Regions from separate parts of the Mus musculus genome. Here region 2 is linked to region 1. Evidence: chromatin contacts called from public Hi-C data. All regions are on one chromosome and are shown on one strand. The core of a region is the stretch at or near the end of the contact, and the rest is flanking DNA. Distances in the headings are between cores, read along the strand shown.

Region 1 (5,783 bases), core at 1,668-4,167:
GCAGTCAAAGCAGAAGTGTTTAGAAGTCAGACTGCGTTGGGAATGTGCCTCTTTAGATTTCCAGTGATGATTTCCATCTGTGCCGAACTGTTTTAAAACCAGTTGTCAGGAGCATGTTCACCCAGCCCGTCCTTCGGTAGGGGAATCCAGGATGCTGCAGTTCTCTGTGGGCATAGCAGGGTTGGGCATGAATCATTTTCTAGTGGCACAAGACGGTGACATCACTGAGACCCTAGACCACAGCAAAGAAGGGCTTGGTCCTTCCCACACCTCTGGCATCTCTCCTTCCTGCCATTCTTCCCATCTGTTGTGTGTCTCAGAAATGTGTTCCCCAGTGAAAACCCTTAGTCCATGAGAGAATGCAGTGTGAGGAAGCCCAACCACAGGAAGACTCAGTCTTGGCCATAACTGAGTTTTAGAGGAATTGCTCAAAAGGAGATGGGCCCAGGGGGAACACAGTCTCGAATAGTTTGCTGTTGTCTGTACAGCTCCAGCAGCCAAACCCCTCAAAATCAAAACCTGATATGCTCTAAACTTGGAGACTTTTGGACATCAACTTGACACCTTGAGGGGAAAATCCCATATCATGAAACTTTGTTTACCCACCAAGTTATCATGCTTTGAAAACTTACCATCTTACTGTGAGTATAAGGTATATGATAAGCTATGTATATAAAACATAAATGCATTTCACTTGTAGACTTTAAATGCTGTTCCCAAAATATCTCCTAATTCCACAATTGGAAATGCTCAGTTCTAAGCATGTTGGACAGGGGTGTACTGAGCCAGTACATGGTTGCCTATTTACTGTCCCCTCATTTAAAATGTGGGTCCCATGGGGGAGGTACTCTATTTCCTTCGCTGCTGTAGCCCAGTTTCTACAAGACCTTGTCTAGTGCCCAACATAAGTGTCAGCCTCCACTCAGGCCCTTTCTGGGCTACATGGCTTTTTTAACCCAGTATGTTTTATTCTAAAAGATCAACTTTAAGGAGTTATCAAGCCTATGATCTTACTGATATTCTGATTCAGGAAGAGGTGACTGCTTCCTGTAAAAGGCCACCATTTAGTTGACCTGAGAGAAGTGGCTAAGTCAGTGACAGCTCACTGCTGCAAAGACTCTGAGAGTCTGGGGGACAGTATTCGACCCAAAATGGCAAAACTATGGTGAAGGTCGTAGAGCACCTACACCCATGTGAAGACATCATAGGAGTCTCCTGGCTTGCCCAAGGGTGCCGTGCATGGTGTTCATGCTTCTGCGAGAGCCATCTGTGGTTCAGGGGTTAGAATCTTTGTACATAAACTTGAAAACAGGACAAATACATTTCCTCTATTGTAAGATCTTCTTATAACTTTAAAGTCGGTGTTAACTGCTTTTAAAAAATATTTTTGACTTGATGATGTCTAGTATTTAGGCATGGAATGATGAAGTAAGTTTAGGAATATCTAATGAGAATTGAGATACATAATTTCATACCTTCCCGTCCTGTTAATTACCAAACTATGCAATTTACAAGCTCTCTGTTTTACTGTCTCCTAATGCTTCCAACATAAGGAAAAGAGCATCAATAATTTAAACTTTAAACCATGGTGATGATGAAAACCAAGAAAACCAGTTGACCTACTTTTTTTTTTAAACTAACGGACTTTGAGGGGAAATATAGTTTTGTGGCACCGAGCTTCGAGGGTCTCCTTTGTTGAACACTTATGAACTTACAGCCCTGAGAGTACTTTAGGAAACTTGCTGGCTGAGAGGATGAGGAGAGTGGATAAACGGGAGAGAAGGCCAAAATAACAGGGGTAGGAAACCTTTAGCTCATAAAATACTGCTTTTTCCCATTTTTAGGAAGGGCATCTCTGGAGGCGCACCTCCGTCAAGCACGATAGGCAGCAGGCCCTCGCGCCTCTTTTCCTTGCCAGATATTTGTTGCAGACTGGAAGACATTTTATGATATTTATTTGATGACACACACCTGCTGGGTAGATGAAAAGCGACAGCTCCTGAGGATGACCCACTTCAAGGGCACAGTAAGCTTCTGAAGACTTTGGCAGGCTACCCTGCATCTTTGCAGTGCCTGTTGATGTCACTTGTTGCTCGTATCTGAGACCAGGGCCTTGTACACGTGTTGGAGGCAGGCTGCTAACCCCAGGGAAGAGATTTCTGAACCACTAACTACTTTGTAAGTACACCAAAGCCTGGCAAGGCAGCTGCTTTGTCAAGCAAACTGCAAACTTGTGAAGAGCTCATCTCAGCAGTCAGGATGTGCATCAACACAGGAGCGCACCAGCTGGGAGCGGACCTCCTAGGCTCCCCAGAGAGGAGATGAGTCCAAGGAGAAGGTATGGGTCCCATAAGGTCCCACTCAAGGGAAGATGCCAGGGAAGGAAGGGATGCATCGTTTTTCTAAGAGTTCACAGGGTAAAGAGAGGTTCCGGTTGGGATCAAGAAAGAGCAAGAAACATTTGAAACATGTGGGACACTCCTCCCATCCATCCTGTGCAGCCAGCCCTCTTGTCTCAGGCTTCCTTCACCCACATGAAGTCATGGCAGAGTAAAGATCTGGTAAAATGGGGAGGGGGCATCTGTCTAGTGAGAAACTTTACATGATATAAATTTTGGAGAGGCACAGCAGCAGGCATGCACAGGGGTGTTCTTAACTGTGTTGCACTTGCTGCCGTGGGATGCCTGGCCTGAGATGAAGAAGCTGGATAAAGGAGCATTAGAGCAGGGCTACGAACAGCAGCATGGAATGGCAAGGCAGGGGCTATGGGTGGGCACTCTGCACAAACCCAGTGAGGGACAGGGCCGGGCTTGCTACCCAAACACAGCTTCAAACTGTGCACTGCACTTCTTCCTGCCCTGAGCTTTGCTGTACAGAAAATCTAGAGGTTCAATGAGGGTGGGGAGAAAGTGACTCACTGCTAAAGAATGATAAACTCTGAATCATGACTGGATGAGGACGATGCTTGTTGATTCATAGGAAGTCTTGTCTGTGACTTCATGCGCATGTCTGGAAGCCTGGCTGGAAAGACATGCTGCAAGCTTGTGTTGTCTGTGACGGCCTCGCCTGCTCAAGTTCTCTCCTCTTCCTCTGTCACATACTGTACCCCAGGTCACCTTAAGTGTGCAAGCTGGAGACTCAAGACCAAATCATTCCAAATAGCTTCTTTTATTTTTCCTACGTTTGGGAGACAGAAGATGCACTCAGAGCCAAGTTTGCCTGGAGCTTTGGGCTAAGACACTAGTCATTTCAGGCAATGGAAGAGAAAGTAAAGGACGGTGTCTACTTTGACGTGAAAGGCAGAACCAATAGCAAGTTCTTACACAGTTGATTTCAAGTCGGATTGTGGGTACAGACTTCACAACTTTAAACCAGCCTATTGTGTGTGCTGTCCCTAATGGAGGCTTCCGTTTTAACACAGACACAGTGAACAAACATTGATTTCTGCAACTATTTTCCGTTGAAACTACCTGATACCTAAGTACCGGGTGGGGTGACTTCCCCCTCGCTTTCCGTGAGCTAGAAAAGACCGTAACTACTTGTAAACCCAGCTCAAGAGTTATGCATGTGAATGGTGTTGGCCAAGGTGTTGAATGCAGCCATCGTAATGATGGTGCCCTCTCACAAAGCTAAGCAAGCAGGAATAATGCTAAAATGAGGGACAGCCATTTATTTACTGTACTTGGCATTGTTCACTCTAATAATGCGTTTCAACACAGTAGAACTGCTAGATAATGCGGCTGTGGCTTTTATGCCCGTCATTGTTATTTAAATGAACAGTCGACTGCACTGTAATGAAGAAATGCATGCATTTCCCCAACTCACTTATCAACCAGGATTCCAGGAAAATGAGAATTTGTGTCTGTCTTCATTCACAGAGCAAACTGGAGGTCACTGTTTTCAATGTGAACCTTTTTTTTTTAGCTTTTCAACACTGAATAATTAGGAGTCGCTGCTTCTGAAATTACCTGTATTCACTAGAGAGAAGAAAGACTTTTATCTTCACGATGAAATACATGCTCTCATTCAGACTTGGCCATTCTTTCTCCTAATAGCATTTTACACCGTCGAGTCAATCCTAGGTAGTAAAATAAAAGAATGTCATTTCCAGAGCCACAATAGCCTTGTTTATTATTTACCTCCCTAAAATTCAGCTGCTCCTGAAAAATAATATAAATGTAAAAATGGGTTTAAAGCAATCGAACATATAAAGCAATTATCCACATAAGATGCCATTATAGACACACACATGTACTCGGCACTCTGATTTAAATTTAATTGATCCTTGAGTCTTATAGTTTAATGACTGTGTGCCTCTATTGAGTTTTTAATAGCTTTTATTGAGATATGATTTGCATACCACATACCCACCCATTTAGATGTATAGTTCCCTGGCTCTTAGCATATTTGCTTAGTCAGACAACCACCACCACCAAAGTCAATTCTGAAATATTTTCATCACCCTTAAAAGAAAATATTCCTTGTCCCTCCCATCTCCTGACAATGGCCCATCTTCCTCTGTCTCTATAGGTTTGACTGTTTTGGTCATTTCACATGCACAGAGTCAAACATCATGGGCCGTTTTGTGTCTCCCTTCTTTCACTTAGCATAATGAATTCAAGGGCCATCCATGGTGAGGCGTGTGTTAATACCAAGTGTCTTTTGGTTGGCCAGTAGCCTTCTCCTATACTGTGCATGTGCGTATATACATACTTTACCAGTATACTCACAAGCTTTATTCATCTGCTTATCTGCCAAGATGTGAACTTCTGGGTTGTCTCCGCCTGTTGCCTATAATGAATAATGTTGTTGAAAAGCTTTTCTTGTGAATGTATGTTTGCATTTCCCCTTTCTGTGTACCTAAGAATAGAATCCTAAGTGATAACGGTACCTCCTCTGCTTGACTTTTGAGGAAATGCCAGCTGTGTGCTGAGGGGAGTGTTGTGGTTCACGGCCCAGCAGCTGTGTGTTGGGCTCTGACTTCCTGACTTCCTTCCCACCACTTGTTATTGTCTGTCTTTCTGTTAGGGTTGCTTGGCACAGATGGGGAAGCCTCGTGGTTTGCTCTGGCATTCTCCAATGGCTAAATGATGGCAAGCATCTTCTCTTGTGTTTGCTGCCATTTGTATTTCTCCTTTGGAGATGTATCCGTTTCTCTGAGTTTTTACAAATTCTGTTCCCTGACCTCAGGAATGTAGTTACAGAACCAAGTTGGACACAGATGCACCCCTCACAGGGAGGGACTTTCAAATGAGTACACAGACTAAAGATGTTATTTTTACAGTAGAAGCTTTTGGGAATTACAGAATAACCAAATTGTTCCCAGGAATCAATTTACTTCTAAAACTTTATTTTGCCAATTTTGTTAGTAAAACGGTTACTAGTGGTCTGGAATCACACACGGTTGAAGATTGGCTTATCTGGCCAAACACAAGGACATATACCTGTAATGCCAGCAGCTGGGCCACAGAGACAGGAAGGTTACGCACTGAGAGGCAGGCAGCCTGGGCAGCACAATGAGGCTGAGACCAGAGAGCCTACGTACAGAAAGACAGGAAAGCCTAAGAGGAGGTGTACGTGGGTCCCATGCAGAACTGACGCTGACTGGAACGCTGTCTCCATGTAGGTGAAGCCCACTGTTTTAGAAGACAATGTAGACTTTTCAAAGAGATTTTCACTAATTTTTTAAAAACCACACTGGTTAAAATACCCTTCAGTCAAATGAACAAAATATCCTGCTGGGAGCTTGACGCGTGTTGTTTTGTTTTAATAGATACCATGTA
Region 2 (5,783 bases), core at 1,744-4,243, 500 kb after region 1:
ATTACCAGAAGTCCTCACACAGAAGCCGACCTCTTCCCAGCCAACTTCCCTGCAGGCTATTATTTCTGGACATCACCTCACATTTCCACGAGTGTACAAAATTATCTTCAGGTGTATTCTGCAGATTTCTTGCTCTACCTCATGGCCAGAATCAGTTTTCTCAGTAATTTGGAAAATAGGCCTGTTTTTGTTTTGTTTTGTTTTGTTTTTCTCTGCTTGTTGGTTTAAATTGGGAGGCCCCCAGGTTAACATCAAGTCTGCCTTGGGGAAACAGCCTTGCTAAGGCTTCCTTGTCCTGCAAAGGGAACTGCTTGCCAGGTTCAACAAGTAAGTCTCAGCTATAGCTGTCCCAGGTCACTATGCTCAGAGTGTGGCACTAGGACAATTGCCAACCATGCCCTGCTCCTCTTCCCTAAGGGGTGCGTACAGAATGGCTCCAAAGGTGTCAACTGACTGCTCAGGAATTGTGGACCTGGTTGGCAAGTTCTAGGTGAGTGAGCTTCTGCTCTGGGATACACAGAAGGTCAGGGCTGCACTGCGGCACGGGGCGACACCTCTGTGCAGGGGCTACAGGGCCGCCGTAAAGGGCTGCATGCTGACTGGTTACTCTGGGCTGCTCTCTTTTCATTTGTTTATTATAACAGGAGAGGGTGGGATTTGACCATGACTTCCTGTTGTGATTCTTCAGCGACTTCTGAAGTTGACAAGATACAGCTCTTTGCTTGTTTGCTTGCTTCCTGTGCATTCCGTTTAAGTGCCTATTCACGTGTTTTGCTCATTTTTTTTTCTATTGATGTTTTATTCTTATTGAACAGTAGGAATAATTTTAATATTCTGGAACTCATTCTTTGCTGGACTATGTGGTTCATAGTAAGATTTTTTAAAGGTAAAATAAATAAATAAATAAAAATAGATTTTTTTTTTCCATCCAGATAACTCAAGGATGGAGGGTGTTAGAGTTAGCCCCATGACTGTACCTTCTGGTTTATTCAGAACATCAGAGAAATTAGCTGGGAAACAACACTTGAATACCTCAGCAGTCAAAGTTGCAAGTACTAACTCAATCAAGAAAAGGAATGTATCAGCTAACAGGCGCTAGATCCAAGGACAGCTGAGTCCAGGTGTTCCAAGGCTACCCCACCTCCTATCTCAGTCTTCCTTCTCTGTCTTACCTTTAAGCTGTAGTTACTCTTTCTGTCTCTGTTACAAAGATTGCAGAAAGTGGAATCATGTTGGGGTGGTAGCCGTGCCTGGTGACGTGACGAGAGGAAGGGGAAAACATTCACCACGCACTTCTCTCTTCGTTGGTTCTCAATTTTGTACTCAGGCAATACTTCTTCTGGTGGTACGTGGGTCTTGCACAAGGTAGGTGGCTGTCCTGCCTCTGAGCATCACATACAACTAGTATTTGCTGAGCACTGATACCTGAGTTAATCCTTCCTACTTAATTGCATCTCTTGAAAGTGTTTTTCCCCCAGACCCCTAGAAACCTTTATTCCAGTGACAGAGCCCTGGCTGGCCTTGTTAACATTCAGAGAACAGCAGTTCTTACCATGCATGGTAGCTTCCATTGGAAACCAAGGGTCATATCATGGCTGCTAGCACGTGTATAATTTATAATTCTGTGAGCTTCCTGGCAGCTAAAGAAAAAAAAAATGGGGGTGTTGGAAAATTATCTGTCATTGTCTGTAGCCAATAGGTTGTGGAAAGACATGGACTTCTTTTGATCCAAGTACTTGGGGAAGTGTATCCACTTATCAATACAGACTATATTAAAGAGTATCAGGAAAATCGTATCCCCTTCTGACAAAATGACCAAGTAGCTCACTTAAGTATTTTAAACTGTAGGTATTCTTAATCCTCATTCCCAGAATCTTCCCAAATAATCCCCAAACAACGTGACCAGAAAGATACCACAATTCCCAGACAGAAAATGCTCCTAGGGAAGGTTTTTCTGACCATTCGAATAGAGATCTGACCTCCCTCCTTCCTTCCCCCTCTCCCCTTCCCTCCCTTCTTCCTTCCCTTCCTCTTTCCTATATCTCTTGGGCATCCTTGAGTTTGAACTATGATTCTTCATTGGCACATTCTCTTTTCCCCCTCTTCCTTTCCTCTGTCTTCAGTTTACACAGGTGGGTCTCTCAGTCCTGCATTCGTAGTACCTTCTCTGGCATTTCAGATAACCAAGAGGAAGGGCAAGCGTGGGAATGGCTGGAAGGGGGAGGAAAAAAGAGAATAGGGAAGGAAGGGGAGAGAGGGAGGAAGGAAGAGTGGAAAGGAGAGAAGGAGGGAGGGAGGAAGGGAGAGAGGGAGGGAGGGAGGCACCTGTCTCCAAGGAATAGAAGTGGCTTTTCCCAGAGCAGTCCCAAGACTAAGCTTTAAGATGGTTTCCTAAGTCAAGTACAGGCAGAGTGGGGTGAAGGCCTGGTGGGAAAGCTGTCTGTGGGTGTGCATGGAGCTGACGGGAAGAATAAACCAAGGATCCCTTCATATTAAAAAGGACTTTAAGAACTTAACATATTCAAAAAGAAAAATCAATGACCTATGGAAGTTTCCATCAATCGATCATGGTGAAGAGATGAGAAGCCCATATTTTCATCCACAGCATCCTTCTCTCGGCCCACCAAGAGTCCTAGTGGCCCATGGGGCTATTCTTAGGGCTGAGAAAGGCTTTCAGAGGGCTCTGGGGTGCGGGCGGATAGGAGTGATGAGCAAGCAAGCCAAGCTTTTGGGTAATGAGAGCCATTTCAGCTCTGTCTTAGCCCTGGGCACTTTTTAATTTGGATCTACCCACCTCAGTTCATGTCAAAAGCGCTAAAGGAGCCCACATTATAGCAAACTTTATCTCTTGCTGTAAAAAGCTTCAAAGGATTTTATGATTCTGCTTTTGAAACTAGATGGCTGCAAATAACTCATTTATTTTGTGATTAGTCATGGTGTCTCGGGTTGTATATCTGATTGTGCATGACAAAGCAGGGGCATGACCCACGCATTACTTTGGATGGCTGTAAACTGATGATGCACATTCCATTGAATGAGCAATGACATTTGTAGGTATTAATGGAATTTGCTTAATTTTTAGCTTCCCCTTGGCTGTGTGTGTGTGTATGTGTGTGTTATATGTGTAGGTCCATGTGTATGTGTGTGTGTGTATGTATGTATGTATGTGTGTGTTATATGTGTAGGTCCATGTGTATGTGTGTGTGTGTGTGTGTGTGTGTGTGTGTGTGTGTGTGTTATATGTATAGGCCCATGTGTATGTGTGTGGAGTAGTTCCTTAGGAGCTTGTATGTGTGTGTTATATGTATAGGCCCATGTGTATGTGTGTGGAGTAGTTCCTTAGGAGCTTGTATGTGTGTGTTATATGTATAGGCCCATGTGTATGTGTGTGTGTGTGTGTTATATGTATAGGCCCATGTGTATGTGTGTGGAGTAGCTCCTTAGGGGCCTCCCACTTCAGTCTGGGAGGTGGGATCTCTCACTGAGACCTGGGACTTAGCAGTTAGGTGAGGCTGACTCGCCAGGAACCTTCTGGGATCCGCCTGCAGGGCTGGAGGTTGAACTCCAGTCCTTAGGCTTATACAGCAAGTGCTTTAATGGCTGAGCCATCTCTCCAACCCTTATACTTTGCTTTTTGTATTTCAGGGTCAGCAATAGTTCAGCTCTCAAGCATCTTGGAAAGCCCTTGGGAAGAGTGAATGCCAAGCATAGACCCTCCAGTGCTTTGTGGGTACATTGGCTTCAGAGACAAAAGGCAGGCACAAATCTCTCCTCAGCTGCCAGGGGCTGGTGTTGAAAAGACACAGTCATTTTGCCTCTGAGTTTTCGGCTCACACAAGTCTTCCTGTTAGCAGAAAGCCTCATCGAGAGAACTGGCGAGTTTTCTCCACCAACCAACTTCCTTAGGAAAGACCTCTTGTGTGGAGACATCAGATGTGACACACAGTATGCTGGTGTATGTATCCTGGCTGTGCTCTGAGTGACTGAGGAATGTGCAGCAGCTACTGGAATGCTCAGGGACTTACTTTCCTCATCTGTGAAATGGGCTGATGTCAGTCCCTCTTCGTTCCTGCAGTTGTTTGGAAAGCTTGGGAGATAGTCTTTCAGAAAGTTCTTTCTTGGTGACCACCAGACTTCATAATCACAAGACAGCATATGAGGGTTGTTCCTCATCCCGGCTGTAATTTTAATGTATCCCAAAGGGTCTTGAAGGTGTTCTGAAGGCTAAGCCCCACCTGTCACAGAAAGCCAGGATGGGATTGCTGGGCTGAGACAGTGACTTCAGGGCAAGCATATGTGGGTGATGATTCCAGAAGGAGTCGTGAAGAGGTGGCGAGAGCACCACGCCTGGTGTGCTAATGATCATGCCAGGGTTGCAGGTTACAGGAGAGTCATTCCCACGGGACACCTCTGCAAGTCAGTCCAGAACCCGCATCAGAGGCGTGAAGAAGCAGGACTGTGTGGGCCTCACACCTCCATTTGATACTGCTTCAGGCCTATTTCCAGAGGCCTCCCTCAGCTCTTCCAGCTGCTCCATGACAGGACACAGCAAGCTCTGGTGGCTAGAGAGACCCTCAAAGTCTGAAGTAGGCAATCATTGGTGCCAAGGCAAACTGGGCAGGACTGAGGGGCCCTGAGTGAGTGCTGGTGCTGTGTGTCACGTGACTCTCTCTGCCATATGGCAGCACTGTGCCCCAACGTGGGGGCTCACCACCTATCCTGCAGTCATTCCTCACTCAAACCCTGGGCTGTCTGCAAGACATCCTGAAGCCCAGAGACTGAGATCCTGTCCAAAGGACTCCTGTCTTGGATGTCTCTGCCATGTGTGTTTTTGTGCGATGGGTTCCATGTGACCCAGTGACATGCATCATACTTGAAATACTTCCACTGCTGACAAAATAAATCAGCTCTGTCCGCCGTAGCACTCAGCTTATTAGGGGAAAATGGAAAGGGGGCATTAAATATTAATGCCGCATATTTTCCTCTCCCTTGGCGCCTTCTATGCCGCTGATCGTTGCCCAGCCAGCACAGCCTTCTGTCTTTTTTCCTCTGACGATGATAGGGGACAGGGAAAAAAAAAAAACTCTGGCAAGTCAGTGAGGGGCAGGCATGTGAAAGGGGCTCTGACGGATTTTTCTAGGCCCCTGCTTGGGAGCATGGCTGTCTCCATTAGATGCCAGGGATAATAAACTGTGAAACTTCATCTGTGGCAGGAGGTTTCTACTCTTGCTGTGGTGTGGCTGTAGTCACAGAGTCTTCTGAAGGAGAAGGCAGTTTCTCAGGAGGCTGGGTGGGAGGACAGAAGCTCAGAGACATGGGTGAGGAGTCCTAAGCTCACAGACCCCACGGCTCTGCTTCTGCTTGATTCCCAAAAACATTCAGCCAGGCACCCTTGCTTCTAAGGCCAGGCCACTGGAGGGCTGTGAGGTGACTTTCAGGCTTTGAAAAGAGGCTTCTGGACATTTTGACATTTCACTCAATCAGTCCTTGAAAATTCACTGTCTGTCTGTCTATCTATCTATCTATCTATCTATCTATCTATCTATCTACCTACCTACCTACCTATCTATCTATCTACCTACCTACCTATCTATCTATCTATCTATCTATCTATCTATCTATCTATCTATCTATCTATCTACCTATCATCCATCCATCTATTGTCTATCTAGATATACATAGATATCCATATATCTCTATATTTATCCTCTATCTACTTATCTATCCATGCATCTATCTATCTATCTATCTATCTATCTATCTATCTATCTATCTATCTATCT

The links. A called contact is a pair of places that touch in the nucleus more often than the background predicts.
Region 2: a Hi-C map of embryonic fibroblasts shows a contact between it and region 1, with 2.5 times the contacts expected there. The contact joins two enhancer-like sites. A contact is called at or near these places in 4 of 484 Hi-C or Micro-C datasets (embryonic fibroblasts, embryonic retina, muscle stem cells and 1 more) and 3 of 115 datasets of contacts at active chromatin or transcription factors (astrocytes, large pre-B cells and stem cell-derived neural progenitor cells).

Annotation. Positions count from the first base shown.
Region 1 is chr19:55,539,729-55,545,511 of GRCm38.p6, forward strand. All of the region lies in intron 7 of Vti1a (vesicle transport through interaction with t-SNAREs 1A), which reads left to right. Among named protein-coding and RNA genes, the nearest start is that of Gm41871, 160 kb to the right of the region's middle. Within about 2 kb of position 2,918, at least 99 of the 459 cell types and tissues checked have an H3K27ac peak or open chromatin away from gene starts, as enhancers often do. A contact at or near this core is called in embryonic fibroblasts and muscle stem cells, where this site is marked.
Region 2 is chr19:56,034,843-56,040,625 of GRCm38.p6, forward strand. No RefSeq gene overlaps it. Among named protein-coding and RNA genes, the nearest start is that of Gm4470, 40 kb to the right of the region's middle. Within about 2 kb of position 2,994, at least 19 of the 459 cell types and tissues checked have an H3K27ac peak or open chromatin away from gene starts, as enhancers often do. A contact at or near this core is called in embryonic fibroblasts and muscle stem cells, where this site is marked.